Regions from separate parts of the Macaca mulatta genome. Here region 1 is linked to region 2. Evidence: chromatin contacts called from public Hi-C data. All regions are on one chromosome and are shown on one strand. Each heading gives the region's core, a stretch centred on a gene start, on an enhancer-like site or on the middle of the called end of the contact. The rest is flanking DNA. Distances are from core to core; before and after follow the strand shown.

The links. Hi-C and Micro-C count contacts between places; a contact is called where the count stands out from the background.
Region 1: a contact with region 2 is called in a Hi-C map of fetal cortex germinal zone, with 3 times the contacts expected there. The contact joins two enhancer-like sites. A contact is called at or near these places in 2 of 14 Hi-C or Micro-C datasets (fetal cortex germinal zone and fetal cortical plate).

What each region holds. Positions count from the first base shown.
Region 1 is chr2:199,846,601-199,849,300 of T2T-MMU8v2.0, forward strand. No RefSeq gene overlaps it. Among named protein-coding and RNA genes, the nearest start is that of ROBO1, 490 kb to the right of the region's middle. Within about 2 kb of position 1,276, at least 15 of the 40 cell types and tissues checked have an H3K27ac peak or open chromatin away from gene starts, as enhancers often do. A contact at or near this core is called in fetal cortex germinal zone and fetal cortical plate, where this site is marked.
Region 2 is chr2:199,588,664-199,591,363 of T2T-MMU8v2.0, forward strand. No RefSeq gene overlaps it. Among named protein-coding and RNA genes, the nearest start is that of ROBO1, 750 kb to the right of the region's middle. Within about 2 kb of position 1,273, at least 13 of the 40 cell types and tissues checked have an H3K27ac peak or open chromatin away from gene starts, as enhancers often do. A contact at or near this core is called in fetal cortex germinal zone and fetal cortical plate, where this site is marked.

The DNA of each region.
Region 1 (2,700 bases), core at 26-2,525, 260 kb after region 2:
CAGGGATGATTGTGTGAAAATTGGGGTAGAGAGGAAGAGAATAGGAGAATAGGAGATCTTCCACTGCATAACTTTTTATTCTCTTTGGAAATTATGTATGCTTCCTTTTCAAAAATGTGAACATATGCATTTTTTAAATATAAATATAGGTAAATTGAGAGCTGTGAATGAAGAAGTGAGAGTATGGTCGTATATTTTTAAAAGTATTTAATCTAATGGAAGGAGTACTGAGCTTTCTCACAAGTAGAACTTATGTTATCTTTATTTAAAATTATTTTTGAATTATTTTAGTTATACTAATAGTAAACCTCATTATCCTCTCAATCATCAATTGCCAGGTTTCAAAAGTGGTTACAGTGAAAAATTTAAGGTATGGAAACCTTATTTTTTTTCTTCATATGCGTTGATTACTTCTAGAAGGAAAGCTAAGGATCTGTTAATACTGGAGGAACGAAAGTTGGAGACTGAAAGTCAAGAGTGGGGCAGAAACTTCCTTGTCCTTGTTAAAGCTTTGTAATTATTTTAGACTAGATATGCATAGTATATATGACCCAGTATATTTTATTCATCAAGTAAAATATACTGATGCAAACAAAATTGCAAAAGATGTGAATATGTGAACACATCAACCAAATACCTTTAAAAACGACTACATAACAACTAGCCAGAATGACGCACAAACATTTTATGATTCTTTTTATGGGATATTACCTAAGCAAAGTGTTGTTTCAACCCAATGACTATATTCACGTTCACGAACGTAGGTTTCAGTTAAATCGATATCGAATAGGACAAATACTTGGATATAGTATTTTGAACATATAAATTGTACAACATTAAGAATATTATTTATGAATATTTATAAATCCATATATAATATATATGGAGAATCCTGAGATGGTGTTAGATCGTTTCAAAATGGGGTTAGATATTATGGAAAAATAAGACACTAAGGATACAAATTGTGAAGAGTTAAAGGAAGGTCTGCTCAGCAGCGGCCACAAACATTGTTGCTGGTTGAGAGGAAATTTGCATCTTTATAATACGTGTTATATGAAAAGCAGAGCTCCTTTCACATGCCAGCTCAGCTATTCAAGCTATTCTTATCTTCTATCTGGAATACTGACTAGGAAGAATAGGAAAATCTTCATTCATTTTGGCAATTATATCTGTCACGTGCAGGCAATGCAGAGCACTGGCGAACATTCAGAGAGCCCGAGGAGTGAATTCATTGGTGGAGGACAGTTAGCTTGTTCAACGGTGCAGGAAGCTTTGCTGGCTTTAATAATGCATGAGGACTGGCTTGGGCTATTTTTCAGCCTCTTGTGTTGACTGCATGCACGCTGCCACGAGCCGTGATCCCGCTCCTCTCCGGGCTGTGTTCGGAACGGGAAATCAGAAAGCAAGGCTTGGGGGATGAGCCGTGATCCCGCTCCTCTCCGGGCTGTGTTCGGAACGGGAAATCAGAAAGCAAGGCTTGGGGGATGAGCCGTGATCCCGCTCCTCTCCGGGCTGTGTTCGGAAGGGGAAATCAGAAAACAAGGCTTGGCGGATTTTACATTTAGTAGAGCCAACCTCTTTTGCAATCAAAAACACTCAAGAAAAAAAAAATAGTATAATTGTGTCCAATCATTCATTTGAATTACACAGAAACATTTCTCTAAAATGGCAAAATGCAGTAAACTATGTGATTCCATATTTGTAAAATTTTCTAAATGTTGAAATTCTTTTGATGGACAGCAAAGGTACTTTAAGAACAGAAGCATGTTTCCTTAGATTCCATAAAAATTCGATGAGTAGTTCATAGTACTTAAGTGTTTATTTTAAATGTGTTCGTTTTAGTGTCTGTGTTTGAATTTGATGAATGTACAGACTAAGCTACAATTTTATGGAAAACATTACAGTTTCATAAACACACACACATGCACACATAGACACTAATAGGTTAAAAGGCTTTTTGGTGATAATAGTGTTTATAGTGTTAATACACTGTAACACTTGACTCCTTGTCTAGTACTTTCTAAAAGGGATTAAAAACTTATACACCTTCAAACCCTAATATAGACAAAGACCAGCATAGATTTTTTATAAAAGAGATTTGGACCCCACAGAACCAGAGACTGTGTCCAGCCCAAAGGTTTTAAGTTTTAAAAGGGAAAAAAAATATATTGACCACAAGAAATTTTCAACAGTTCAATCACGTCCACCAATGTGCTATCACCGCTTCAACATGCTTATGCCTTATCTACATTCTTTAAGAAGTATTTTGAAAAGAAGAGACTGTAATCCATGCTGTAAAAATATGAGAGAAACTCACTTGACTCTTCCATCCCCACACACCATGTGGATCTCTGAGTGAAATGTGCCTTTCGGAATTGAGGCCACAAATAAAGTTAAGCTTTGTCATCTTCCCCTGGCTTTCCAAACAAACCGTTGAGTTTTCTCTGTGAATGCAGCCTCAGATTCAACCTGCCTCATTCCTGCTCCTCCTCTAGAAAGCTTTTCTTTCTCTGTGTTCCCCACATCCTCTGGGCCATTTTCCTAATGGCCATGCTGCCCCCCAACATTGGGGCAAGTGTGCTGGAATCATAGAAGTAGTGACTGAAGGTCTAGAGAACAAAAGGTTTTCAATCACAGTGGTTTTCATCAGAGAAAATAGTCACAAGAAGTTCTGAGTGATTCATATATGTAATTGTATTA
Region 2 (2,700 bases), core at 23-2,522:
TTTGTGGAAAGTCTATGTCATTTTAATTTAAATGAAGAGTTCTCTTCTCCTCCACAAAATTAAAGACAAAAGAAAACAGCATGTTTAAGACTTCAAATTAATATATATTAAGATTCAGCATTTAATATTCTAATTCTTAAAATAACTGGCTTTCCTGATGATGAACTAAAGTGATTTTGCACACTGTTTCAGTATTTCAAATTGCTAGTCACCACAGGTCTGCCTCACTTTAAATCTCCTTGTTATGCCAATTTGCATTACTAATGGACTTGCTAAGAGAGAAACTGCAAAAAGAGAATGTAGCAATTAATAGTAAATGCTTGACATACTGTGACATTATAGATACCTTTATGTTGATTTATATTTTTATGCCAATATTTACAAAGAAAATATTTCTGAATTTCTAATTTTGCAAAGTAAAAATGATGCCCATGCCATTGTCATTGATATGATTTTTTTCTGTAGCATTTGATTAATATAACCCGTGTTTTATCATTGGTAGACTCATATTTTGGCTTCTACTATCTACTACCCGTGTAAGATATTTTATCTGGAGTAGCTATGAATTGTAAGGAATACAATTGGGTGCTATGTGTACCTATGTGAAGCGCAGAAGTATTTGATTATATACAATTTCCTGGATTTATATGAGAGTAATGCATAATAGAGAGCAAAAGAGGGTTTTCTTGCCAAAAGTATCTGTGTGAATTTTCCTTCGAAAATGTTCTTTTAAAATCCTTTGTATGATCAAAGCCACTCCACACAGACAATTAAAAGCAGATATGAAATGATAGATCACATGACAGGAGTTAAATGTAAAGGTTTTTTTTTTTCCTCCTCCCTCGGTTAAACATCGCAGCAGGCATTACAATACCAGAGGTAACGAATCAATTAAATCCATTTTCCCCTCGGCGTCTCCAAAGCTGCGTGCCTAGTGTTGCTGTGTAGTTTAGAACCGGAGCAGTAGGACCCAGGGGCCTCCGCAGCCACCAATAGAAGCGCACACTTGGACCTATTTGTATGCAATGCCTTCTGCTCTGCGCATTAATAGTAATACAGATAACGGGTTTGAAAGAATTCTCTACCGAAGAAGGATTGAATTTTTCCAGGGTGCTGATACCGAGAAGAAACCCGACTTCACTCTCTCCCCATTTTCCCACTCTTAGGTTGAAAAGTCTCAGACACCTTTCGCTTGGTTTAAACTCGGAAAGGTCTCAGTGCACAGCAAAGTTGGAGGGGCTGCGTCTGCACTACGGCGCCGCTAGATCGCTGAAAACAGGCTTATCCAAGGGTAAGTCTCGCAAATGGTTGCAAAGGAAGTGACAGCAGGCTTTCGGTTTGTGAACGGGGACACGCTGGGTTTTACACTGGTGGTTGTGGGAGTGCAGAACGGTTGCCGAGAGGACTCTGCGGTTTATCCAGAAATTGTGGCTGATACGCCAGGGTGTTTTGGGGTAGAATCCAAAAACCTTCAGGCTAAATCGGAAATTGCAGCCTTGCGATCGGGAGGGATTCAACAAGTTTTCCTGCAGGGATGCGATGTTTGTTTATTCCTTGCAAGTTGTGCAGAGTGTCTGTTCCAGGTAGGCTGCGACTGCTTAACAAAGAAGTTTTGGGGTTTGTTTGTTGTGTGTGGCTGGACTAACCCTTGTCTGAGTAGGTTTCGTGCCGCCTTTGGCTTCTTGGGGGCACACCGCGCAATTTCCTCCTGGGATGCGGCGAGCACCAGCGGTCTGCTGGGCTGGGGCCGGGCAACTTTGCAGCTGATCTCAGTGTCGCTGACCGCGCCGTTGGGAGTGATGTGAACTGACTGAGGCGTAGACCCCGGCTGGCTGCAGGGAGCTTCCAAACTCTGAAAGCATTCTCAGGAATGGATGAGCGTGGGGGCTTTGAAAATAAGCGTTACTGGGTGGATTTTGGTAAACTCTTGGCGACATGTAGGCAGTGGGGACTTTTGACACTTGCGATTGCAACCTGCAGGATTTTGCCTGAAAACATGGTGCTGATGTGAAGATGAGCGCTGAAAGCTGAGCCAGCGGGGACTTTATGTGAGGGAGGCAATGAGGGAGGGAAGGAGGAAGAATGAGAGAAGACAGATGAATGGAAAAGGTGCGTCCCGTCTTTCACACACAAAAACCACACGAGTGGGACGAACTAGGAGGCGCTCCAGTTGGAGGCGTTTAGCTGGAAAACGTATTGCAGGGAGGTCCAGGAGCCCCTGCATTATGGATGAAGCTCGTGCCCTTCTGGGGCCCCTTCCTGCTCCCTCTCCCGGCCCGCTCTTGCCAGCGCCGCTTCCCCGAGCCTGCGGCCCCAGCGTTGGCGCGGGTGCGGCCGCGCGCGGGGCTCGGTCCCACAGCTCCGCGAACACAATAGGGAGAAGCAGGCGAGCCCCGCGGGCGGCCGATGCGGAAAACTCGGCGTGGCAACCCCAGTGCCGCAGCCTGCGCTGCCGCTCCACCCGGGACAGCGGCGCTGCAGAGGCGGCTCTGCCCGGCTGCCACGCGCCCTGGGGTCTCGGAGGACCGCGTGCAGGGCGCTCACACCTGGCCGCTGAAATCCTGGGATCCCCTTCTAGGAGGCACTGTGTCCCACGCACATAGCCCGGTGGGGGGATGGAATGCTAAGACATCCCACTCCTGGCTCGAGTCGGAGCTTCCACTACTCGAATATCCTTAGTATGCACCCCAAGCATCTAGA